Regions from separate parts of the Triticum aestivum genome. Here region 1 is linked to region 2. Evidence: chromatin contacts called from public Hi-C data. All regions are on one chromosome and are shown on one strand. The core of a region is the stretch at or near the end of the contact, and the rest is flanking DNA. Distances in the headings are between cores, read along the strand shown. Region 1 holds the start of LOC123071198. Region 2 holds the start of LOC123071196 (2,3-bisphosphoglycerate-independent phosphoglycerate mutase).

Region 1 (4,744 bases), core at 2,202-4,701, 290 kb before region 2:
CTTGCTCCTATTCGCACGCCGTCGTTGGGGCTGCCCTTGTTCCTATCCAAGAATGAGTTGCTTCGGTGCCACATTTTCATGGTGGATGAAATAGTGGGTGCCTGTTAATATATGGTTAAATTGAGCTTGGCAGTTTGTACTGAAGATGGTTGGTTTGCATTTTTGCTTTTTGTGCATGTGGTTTCTGGTCTATAGGCCCCAGTGCTCTGTTATTTTAGATGGGGTGAGCAGGGACCTTTTCCCCTTTCGTTGTTTAGAATAAAAGGGAAATTCTGTGGTAATGATTACATGAAGTAATACAAGTTTTCTTTTGGCATCAATTAGTGCTACATAAGTGAATGCTATGATGAGATCTGTACGACCAGTATTTTCTTCTTCGATTCTTGGTTTGGTGTCCCTGATCGAACTTCCTTCGTAATTTCATACATTTGAACCAGTTGCAAGATTTAGTGCCCTGTATGTTGGTTCCATGGTGAAAACAGACAATCCTTGGGGTGTTTTCACTGAAGTTTTTGGATGCAGGTTACACATGGTTTCAGTACACCAGTAGCAGCTGCTGTTTTCTTAATGTAGAAACATGTTATTTCACTGCTATGAAAAAAGGCTATTGTGTTTTGTACAGATATTTCTATGTTTAGTAATTAGTAAAGAGTTATGGACATCTATTAAACCAATATTTTCCTCCTTCCAAATGTGTACACTTATTGCTAACAACCTAGCCTACACTCTCGGACTAGCTTCAAAAGAATCTTGTTTTACATTTACCATATAGTGGATGAAATTAGTTGTTCACCATGGCACTCCATCGTTGTTCGTACCCCGACGAAGCAATGGATATCTTAGAAAAAAGTAAAGATTGGTCTTTGCTTTTGACTTGGTGTTTTTAATATTTTGTATGTCTTTCTGTTTTGGTGATTGTCCTACGATGTTCATTGGAAGTTGGGTTTTGTGATAACTCTTTTTTGAAACTCGGATGCAGGGTTGCTCCATGCAAGGTTCCATACCCGGAGCACATTTAGAGAAGTTTACGGTACATGATTATTTACCTGGAATTTTTGGAGATCAAGGCGGCGAAATACTCTTTTTGTGATGTGGACCATCGTCTTTGTGGCCTGGTGAATGATATAGACATACAGAGATTCACCCCATGCCTGGAAGTAAGTTGCCGCTGTATTTACAGAATTATTTAGTTCTAGAGTATACTGAAAACATGTTGTATAGATTGTCTTTTTATTGCGCTTCATTGGCACTGCTGGTCTACCAGTTTTTACATGAATATTAGGCCTTCCCTATATCTATAGATGCGATTAGTATAGTAAGACATGTATCACATGTTGTCACTGTGGATGTGAAAGGACATCCAACTCGAAGAGAACCTTGAGACTTATACCAATACAATGCCCCACTTCCTTTACTCTGTGATGAACATAGTTTTCAGATTTATTTGTGCATGGTGGAATGTCTGAATTTTCTGCATGCCGGTAGCTTCAGTTCTAACTGTTTTTTTTATTCCAGGGAGACAATTACAGTGGCTCTTTGGAGTGAAACTGCTGAAGCTTTTGATGCAGACAAACTAATACAAAGGTTGTGGTTGCTCTGGTTGTAGGCTGCACATACAAAAAAATTGTAATGCTATCTCTCCTTTCGCTGTCTCTTCCTGTACAAGCTTTTTTCTGTCATGATGGTACATCTCTTATACTAACAGTTTGCTTTTGTAATTTTTATTGCAGCTAGTCTAAAACCTTTCAGCAAGTTATGGTATGAGGTTTGTATTAACACGGATGATCCAGAGATCTTTGCCCTTCATCACAGATTGATTTCGCCTTGGATTAGCATGTGGTGCTGCATGTTTATACGATATGCGTGTTAATCAACTGTTGGCATGACATATAGGCTGCAAGGTTCTCCACTGCCTATTTAACTTGCGAGCAAGAGAGGACGGTGATTTGAGCCCAGTGAAGTTGATATGGCTACTGTGCGAATCTGTCCGACTGTAAGTCCATATATGGCCATAATGAATATACATAAACTTGCTCAAATTTAAGTAGGTACTCCCTCCGTTTCAAATTACTTGTCGCAGAAATGAATGTATCTAGAACTAAAATACATCTAGATACATCCATACCTGCGACAAGTAATTCGGAACAGAGGGAGTATTATTTATGACAAACCTAGAACTTCAAATATCCTGGAACAGAGGAATTAATTGATAACTCTGTTATTTCCCAGTGTCCAGTGCGGATTCATGGTGATTCTTGCAGGTCAAAAAGTTCGGATGCAAAATTATGATTGACGATCTGCAACCAAACCAGAGCTGGTGGTTCCTGTGATTTGAGAAATGTATTTGGATAACCGTGGTTCATGAAGGAACTATGAACAAGTGTATAAACTACAGAGGAGGGTTGCTTAGGCAAAACTGAACCACCCAGGATATGTGATTCGATAAGGCTTAGTCTACAGTATCAATTCAGCCTAACTTGCCAACAGTGCTGATCAGTGCTGATTCGGGAAACAACATGAGCCAATAAGCACTGGAAAACAATAAAACACCCTAACTAGCTAACAGCCTAACTTGCATGTTCGAATTGTGTGAGACTGACATTTGTAGTACCGTAGTGTTTATTAGAATATACAGCGCAGTGGTACATGCTCTCTTTTTTTCCCTACATGAACACACTGTTTGTCAGGTCTAACTAGTAGCGATTATAAGAGGGCAGGAGTTATGTCTCGAAATCCTTCACCAATTGGCAATTGCTCAACACCACCAGTGTGTGTTCTGAACTTTTAGTACCGCTTACTTGTAAACAAAAATGAAGTCGATAGACAAGAGACTACAAGCCGTCGATCACACCAAGCAAAGAAAAATATAAACTTACCTTGTTCTTCCGGTGGCTGGTCTTGAGGGTTCTTTGCGGGCTTCAACGCCCTCGCCGGCTGCTTCTTGTGCACGACGCAATCCATCGACGCTAGTCTTGGTTCTTGGGGTTGTCGCCCTTGCCGACGTCGGTGCCGGTCTCCTTCATCGGGGGCAGTGATTAGGGATCGGCAGCTCACGCGAAGCTCTACTCCCTCGGCTTGAAGGAGGCGAGGCGGAAGCGGCGGCTGGGTCATATGGGCCGGCGGCCCGGAGGGCGGAGACGATAGCGAGGAGGTAGAACGCCACGGAGCTGGAGGATGCGTAAAGGCGGAGCGCGTAGGGGCGGAGCTACCGGCGGGCGGCGGAGCTCCGGCTGCTGCTGAGCTGGCTGGATGTGAACCATGTGGGTAGGATGTGGGACAGCCCATGAACGCGTTTTCTGATGTGGGCGAAACGGGCAGCCCACGTCCACCTGCAGCCTGACGGTTTGGTACCAGCGGGCCGTGTTTGTCTCAAAAACAAAAAAGTAGCAGGCCGTGTTCCAGTCCAAGTCGAAGACGGGGAGCCCTAGCTAGCCTAGCCGGTAGCATATATATAATGGAAACTTGGGAAAGAGAAGGGGATCAGAAGAGGATTTGGAACATCCAACATACCCGGCGGCTAGAACAACGAAACTGGGAGATCTTCTCGTCGAGTAGATAATCGATGGCGTCGGCGCTTCGTTTCGCGGCGAGAAAGATGTGCAGCCGCGTCCTTCAGCGAGCACCGCATCCGTATTTGTCGGCGAGCGCCTCAGCGGCCGTCAAGGAGGGACAGCGGCGGATCGGCCATGCCGGGAGCTCCCTTCGCCGATTTTGCTCCTCAGGATCACCTAATCTTGTTAATAACACCAAGGTACGCATGCACTCGTTATTGACCGTGTCTATTTGGAAAATCAGATTAGTATTTGCCGTATTTTTGTTTCTTCTTCTTCTTCTTCTTCTTCTTCTTCATGTTAATCTTGTTAATTAATGTTTGTAACTCTTAACTGTCTACACCAGCATGGAGTGCAATCAGCCGCGGAATCAGCTTCGTTCATCAGTAATGCGGAATACACACCATGGTAAATTGTTGTCTTTATCTACCAGAGTACATCGTTTAGATGTTTTCTTGTGATGTTATAAATCAGTTTTTAACTTGCTTTTCATTTGTAGGTGGTCAGATAATCACCCTAAGTTTCTACGCAACATATTTCTGTATACAGTCGCGGTGTCTACAGGAAGCGTTGCAACGCTCTATGCGGTGGCCCGTATACATGGGGGGCCATTATTCAGGGAAGCATTAGGATTGGAGCCTAATCCAAGCAACAAGGATGATCGACAGTCAGATTAACATGCTCTGTTTCAACTAGATCTATAAACGTTGTGTCGTTATGTGCTTGCTTATATTAGTATTTGTATTGACTATGATGACGCTTTGGGCTGCTTCAGTGTATTGACTGTTGAATAATGTATATGGGCGTGTGTTGAGAGATCGTGTATGCTTGCATCCCATCTTTCATCCATGTGAGCAGCATCAATACTGTGTTTGCGCATAGTCGCCCGCCAATGCACTTGAGTCTTTGCAATAGACCTCCGTTTGAACTCAACTACGCAAAGCATAAAACAACAACTTTTCCTTCACCCCTTCGTCGCTCGCTCGGCTCCTGCGAGCTGACGGGCGACTCTACGCCGCCCCTTCCCTTCCTCCCTCCCCCTGCGCTGCCGCCAGAGGGCGTGACCGGGCGAAGCCTGGCCGGTGGCGGCGGGAGTCCTTCCTCATCCCTTGGCTGGTGGTGGCGCGGGACACGGCCGCTGGGTGGAGGCGCCATGTTGGTGCGGGGCATGGCGGCGCGTGGTTGCAGCGGTG
Region 2 (4,912 bases), core at 1,020-3,519:
AATTTCACCAGGAAAATGTATTTTTCCAACTATAAAATATAACACAAAATTGCACCTTACAAAACTAAACAATAAAATGAGAGTATATACCTCGTAGCGGTCCATGGTAACATACATCCTTCCACCACCAGATGCAATCCGTGCATCAACACCCTGCTCACGAAGCTGAGCAAGATCTTTCTCAATTGTCTCTACGAAACCAACACTACTGCCATCCAAAACATCACGCCCATCAGTAAGAATGTGAAGGCGAATTCTTTTTGCTCCCCTCTCACTGGCACCTTTCACAATCAACTGAAAATAAAGTGAAACAAAACAGAGCAATTTTAATATTTGACAAATCATCACAAGACAACAAGGTCTGGCGTCCATCACAATGATTGCTTAGCTAACCTGCACTTGGTCTAGCCGGGAGTGAACGCCTCCATCACTCAACAAACCAATAAGGTGCAGAGTACCCTTATCAAAAGATTCCTTGATGTAATTGAACCCCTCGTCTTCCCAAATCTTCCCGGAAGCAAGAGCAGCATCAACAAGCTTCGCGCTATAGAAATTAAGTATATAATTTAATTTAATTAGCTTTGTTGAAAACAATCTGAAATGGCTAATTGTTATAGCATACAAAAGTGAAAATGTGAAAGCAGCATACAAGTGAAAAAGAATATAGTGTGACAATAGTAATTGATAAAGTCTAGCACATGGTTATGCAAACGACTCAAACAGTTAGACAGCAAAGTATGTAACATAACCAAAGCAAAAAACTAAAAGCATCCACAAGACATGGTTCCTACAGAGTTACTAAAATAATTGATGGCGATGCAAAACTAGAAGACCATATTGATACTATCAAGAATCCCGTTGAAGTCAGAACTGTATCAGAACTTGTAACAAAAAATTGCACTGATCGGTACTAACAGCAAAGAATACATATTTCAAAGGGGAAAAAACAGCATACCCTTGAGCAAAGATTCGGCCAGCTCCAAGAGCATTGTGGCCAACTTCACTGTTGCCCATGTCGTCGTCACTTGGGAGACCAACGGCAGTTCCATGAGCCTTCACTAGCCTCCACTTCTCAGGAGCACCCTAAAACAGAGTTAAGCTTAGTTATTGCACATCTCAAGCAAAGTTATGCGGTAAAAATTTAGCATGCAAAAAACTACAGTACATCCAAATTAGTTCAGGTTGGATGCAACATATGAATTACAGTAGTAATGTAAACAAACATTGTAGCGAAAATTACACGAGTGTGCACTAGTTACGATTGCACAATATTGACTGTTTTTTTATAGTAAAGGGTCCAACATTCGCATCAGATTCATCATCATGCTCAAACCAAAGCAACAACTGCAATCAGGATGCTTCATCTACAGCAGAAGTATGTGACTGAATCACATTAAATCCGACAAAAGGATGCAGGCAATCATAATAATCATATTAAACAGACGAAGGTAAAACGATACAGGTGCGGGTAACCTACATTCTTGAGCGAATCCGTGACGGGCGTCTGGGCGACATGTATGCAGTTGTACTGGTCGGGGCTGGCCTCGCCCCATCCGTCGAGCACGACGACGGCCACCGTCTTCCCCTTGGGGAGCGTGGGGTGGTCGGGGAGCGTCCAATTCGTGGTCGCCATCTCTTGCAAAATCAATCAAGCAAAAAATCAGGTCACGTGCAGCGAATCCAAGCAGATCTGCGCTACAGAGTGGCAAGCATACGGCGTCATTAATTAACCCGCGCTAAATCACCAGATCGCGACGCGCATCTCAATCGAAATCGATTCCATTAGCAGGAATCAAAGCGCCAAGAGCACGAATTAAAGCGTAACAACCCCCCTATAACTAATCAAACGACAAACACCGTATTTTTCTTCTTCTAAAATTCAGATTCGGTGAACAAGGCCTGACCGGCCAGATCTGGCGATTGATCGGAGGAAACCAGACAAGAAATTTGGACGAGATTTCGAACGGGGGAGGGGCGTCGTTGAGATCGAGAGAGGCCGTTCTCACCTTTGCTTTTTTTCTTCGTGTGGTTTGCGGAACAAGAAGAACTTTTCGGAGAGCGGAGTGGCGGAGGATAATGGGCCAAGGCGGGGCGGCCGCGGTATTAATAAGGGGGAGGGATGGGCCACGGAGCCGTGGGGTGCGATTAATTTTAGGGTGTTGGCCAAGAAGATCGTCGGACGGCCCGATCGGCTCTAGGGGGGTCGAGTCGGGCCATCGGACGGCTGAAGGGACGTTACTGGTGTCTTCGCCTGATTTTTTTCTTTTTTGAGTTGTCTTGGCCTGATTTGGTAGATGGGATCCGGCAGTTTTATATTGCGGCCCCTGGTATTGGACGGTCCTGATGGGGCCGCCTGTCGCGGAGACATGTGGCTGTCACGCCGTCACGAGTCCTCGGCTCTCGACGTCAGATCGCAGGCCTCCTCTCTCTTCCTTTGAAAACTCGGGCGTGACGGCGTGCGTGAGCGTGAGCGCGAGGCCGTGAGTTGGATATTCTTTTCGGATGCCGTTTTCAAAATCGAATTCCCATGCTGTTTTATAAATGTTTTAAATTTCGTATTTTTTTCTGGGGGAAAGGAGAACCGGGTTCTTTCTCGCTAATAGCCGACCACCTGTCCGATCCCTTGAAAGGACCACCCGGTTCTTTTTTTAGACAAAAAAAGGACCACCCGGTTGTGGTGGTACGTACATGCAAGCTTTCTCCGTGACAGTGCGGCGTGGAAAACAGCGTGGTACGGGACAAGTTTTTTAACCTAACCATAGGGCTGAACGACATGCTGGGTGCGGGTGCGGGTGCGGGACGGAAAGAAGCGTGGCTGGCCGTGGGCGGCGGAAATTAGGCAGTCGGGGTTGGCCGGCCGCCGGGGGTCAAGAAAGGACTCGCGTCGTTCTCGCGCGCATGGGTTGGTCGCTGCGGAAGAACAAAACAGTCGGTCGCTCTTGCGGCCCCGGCGTCCTGGGGGCCGGAAAACCCAGCGACGACCCGTCGATGCGCCCAAAGGCTGGACTCCCTCGCTTTCCCACGTCACCTGTAGGCTGTAGGTCCTCCTGTGCCGCTGTACGTTTTCGCGAACAGGAACCAGCAACAGGGGAGAACATCCGGACTTGTGGTGGTGCCACGGATGCACCGAACTCATGTTGCACATTTAAAAAATATACTAGTAAAAATAGCACGTTCATGCATCATCAATATAAGATGTCATAAAATTTTAAGTTGAAGTCAAAATTTGAAACATAGCTCAATGAAAAAAAAATCTAACACTGAATAGTATATAAAAATAAGTTGGGTTTTAAATTTGGCCATTATCGCAATGATATCAAATTTGTCATTTTTGTTTCTCAAAAATTTATCAAATTTGGATATGAAAATTTATGGAAACATGCATTGATGTTGTGTCAATGTGTTAGTTTTTTAAACATTTTTTAAAATGTCCTACGATATCTGGTGCACCGGTAGCACCACAAGCGTGGGTGCACCGGATACATCCCGAGCAGTAGGCCTGACCTATCAGCCACGTCCATTCTTCACCTTCTGGACTGGGCCAATTCGTCACGAAAGAGACGAGTTTGTTTTTACACTAATGCAATAGACTAGTAGACTGGGTTAAGCTCGGTCGGGGGCTTTCATGGGCAAAACTTGATACTACTCATCCGGAACTCCTATTCAGCGCATACAGCGCTTGGAAAGCTCCCTGGCTGTCACATCCAATTGCAGGGTTAAATTTTTTTGAGAGCCGTGCTCGCAGTTATGTGGCGATTTGAAAATTTATTATATCTAGTTGTAGAGAATTTGACACCAGATTCAAGTTAAAATACACCAACCGCGTGCGTAACCGTGACCGTCTCTTTTCGAGGGAGTTCCGAAAGAGAACACAGTGGTTATGCTTGACTCGTAAGTAGTTCAGGATCACTTCTTGATCATTAATAGTTTGTGACTGTTATGCTATACTCGTAAGTTAGCCACCATACAATGATTAGTGCTTGATGCAACCTCATCACTTAACCATTACATGCTTGTCGGTGTTAAAACCGGCGGATCTCGGGTAGGGGGTCCCGAACTGTGCGTCTAGGCGGATGGTAAGAGGAGACAAGGGACACGATGTTTTTACCCAGGTTCGGGCCCTCTCGATGGAGGTAAAACCCTACTCCTGCTTGATGGATATTGATGATATGGGTAGTACAAGAGTGGATCTACCACGATATCAAGGAGGCTAAACCCTAGAAGCTAGCCTATGGTATGATTGTTTTTCGTTCTATGGACTAAAACCCTCCGGTTTATATAGACACCGGAGAGGGCTAGGGTTAAGACAGTGGATACGTAGTACACTGGTTTTTGAAGAGGGAATTTGTGTCCTTCTGTTTCTCGTTCGACGACGAGCACTGCGCTTACAACTTGATGTGTTGCCGCGATATATAATAACATTGGTTCGCCCAAGTTGGGCGCGGCCAGGACCGGATTTGTTGCCAATATGGCCTTTATTTCTTCGAGTCCGGTCGTGGCAGCATCCGTCCATTCGAAGTGTTCGGTGCGCCGGAGGAGGCGATAAAGGGGCAATGCCTTTTCTCCCAAGCGGGAGATGAAGCGGCTTAGAGCCGCCACGCATCCAGTCAATTTTTGTATTTGTTTGAGGTCTTTTGGGATATCCAACTGTGACAAAGCTCGGATCTTGGTTGGGTTTGCTTCAATTCCTCTACCGGATACAATGAAGCCCAAGAGCTTTCCGGCTGGTACGCCGAAAACGCATTTTTCCGGGTTGAGCTTAATGTCATATGCTCGGAGGTTGTCGAATGTGAGCCTCAAATCGTCTACTAGAGTTTCGACGTGTTTGGTCTTGACGACCACATCGTCTACGTATGCTTCCACTGTCTTGCCGATCTGGGTTGCCAGACATGTCTGAATCATGCGTTGATAT

The links. A called contact is a pair of places that touch in the nucleus more often than the background predicts.
Region 1: a Hi-C map of leaf shows a contact between it and region 2, with 3 times the contacts expected there. The contact joins the promoter of LOC123071198 here to the promoter of LOC123071196 in region 2. A contact is called at or near these places in 2 of 5 Hi-C or Micro-C datasets (both in leaf).

What each region holds. Positions count from the first base shown.
Region 1 is chr3B:601,218,495-601,223,238 of IWGSC CS RefSeq v2.1, reverse strand. LOC123071198 reads left to right here and starts at 3,451. Exons shown (of 3, transcript XM_044494711.1): 1 at 3,451-3,751; 2 at 3,898-3,959; 3 at 4,051-4,367. The coding sequence starts at 3,563. The coding sequence ends at 4,228. LOC123071199 (a long non-coding RNA gene) reads left to right here. Exons shown (of 8, transcript XR_006434175.1): 5 at 980-1,157; 6 at 1,516-1,626; 7 at 1,731-1,993; 8 at 2,230-2,263.
Region 2 is chr3B:600,923,609-600,928,520 of IWGSC CS RefSeq v2.1, reverse strand. LOC123071196 (2,3-bisphosphoglycerate-independent phosphoglycerate mutase) reads right to left here and starts at 2,269. Exons shown (of 10, transcript XM_044494709.1): 1 at 2,007-2,269; 2 at 1,478-1,635; 3 at 956-1,083; 4 at 394-544; 5 at 91-294. The coding sequence starts at 1,633.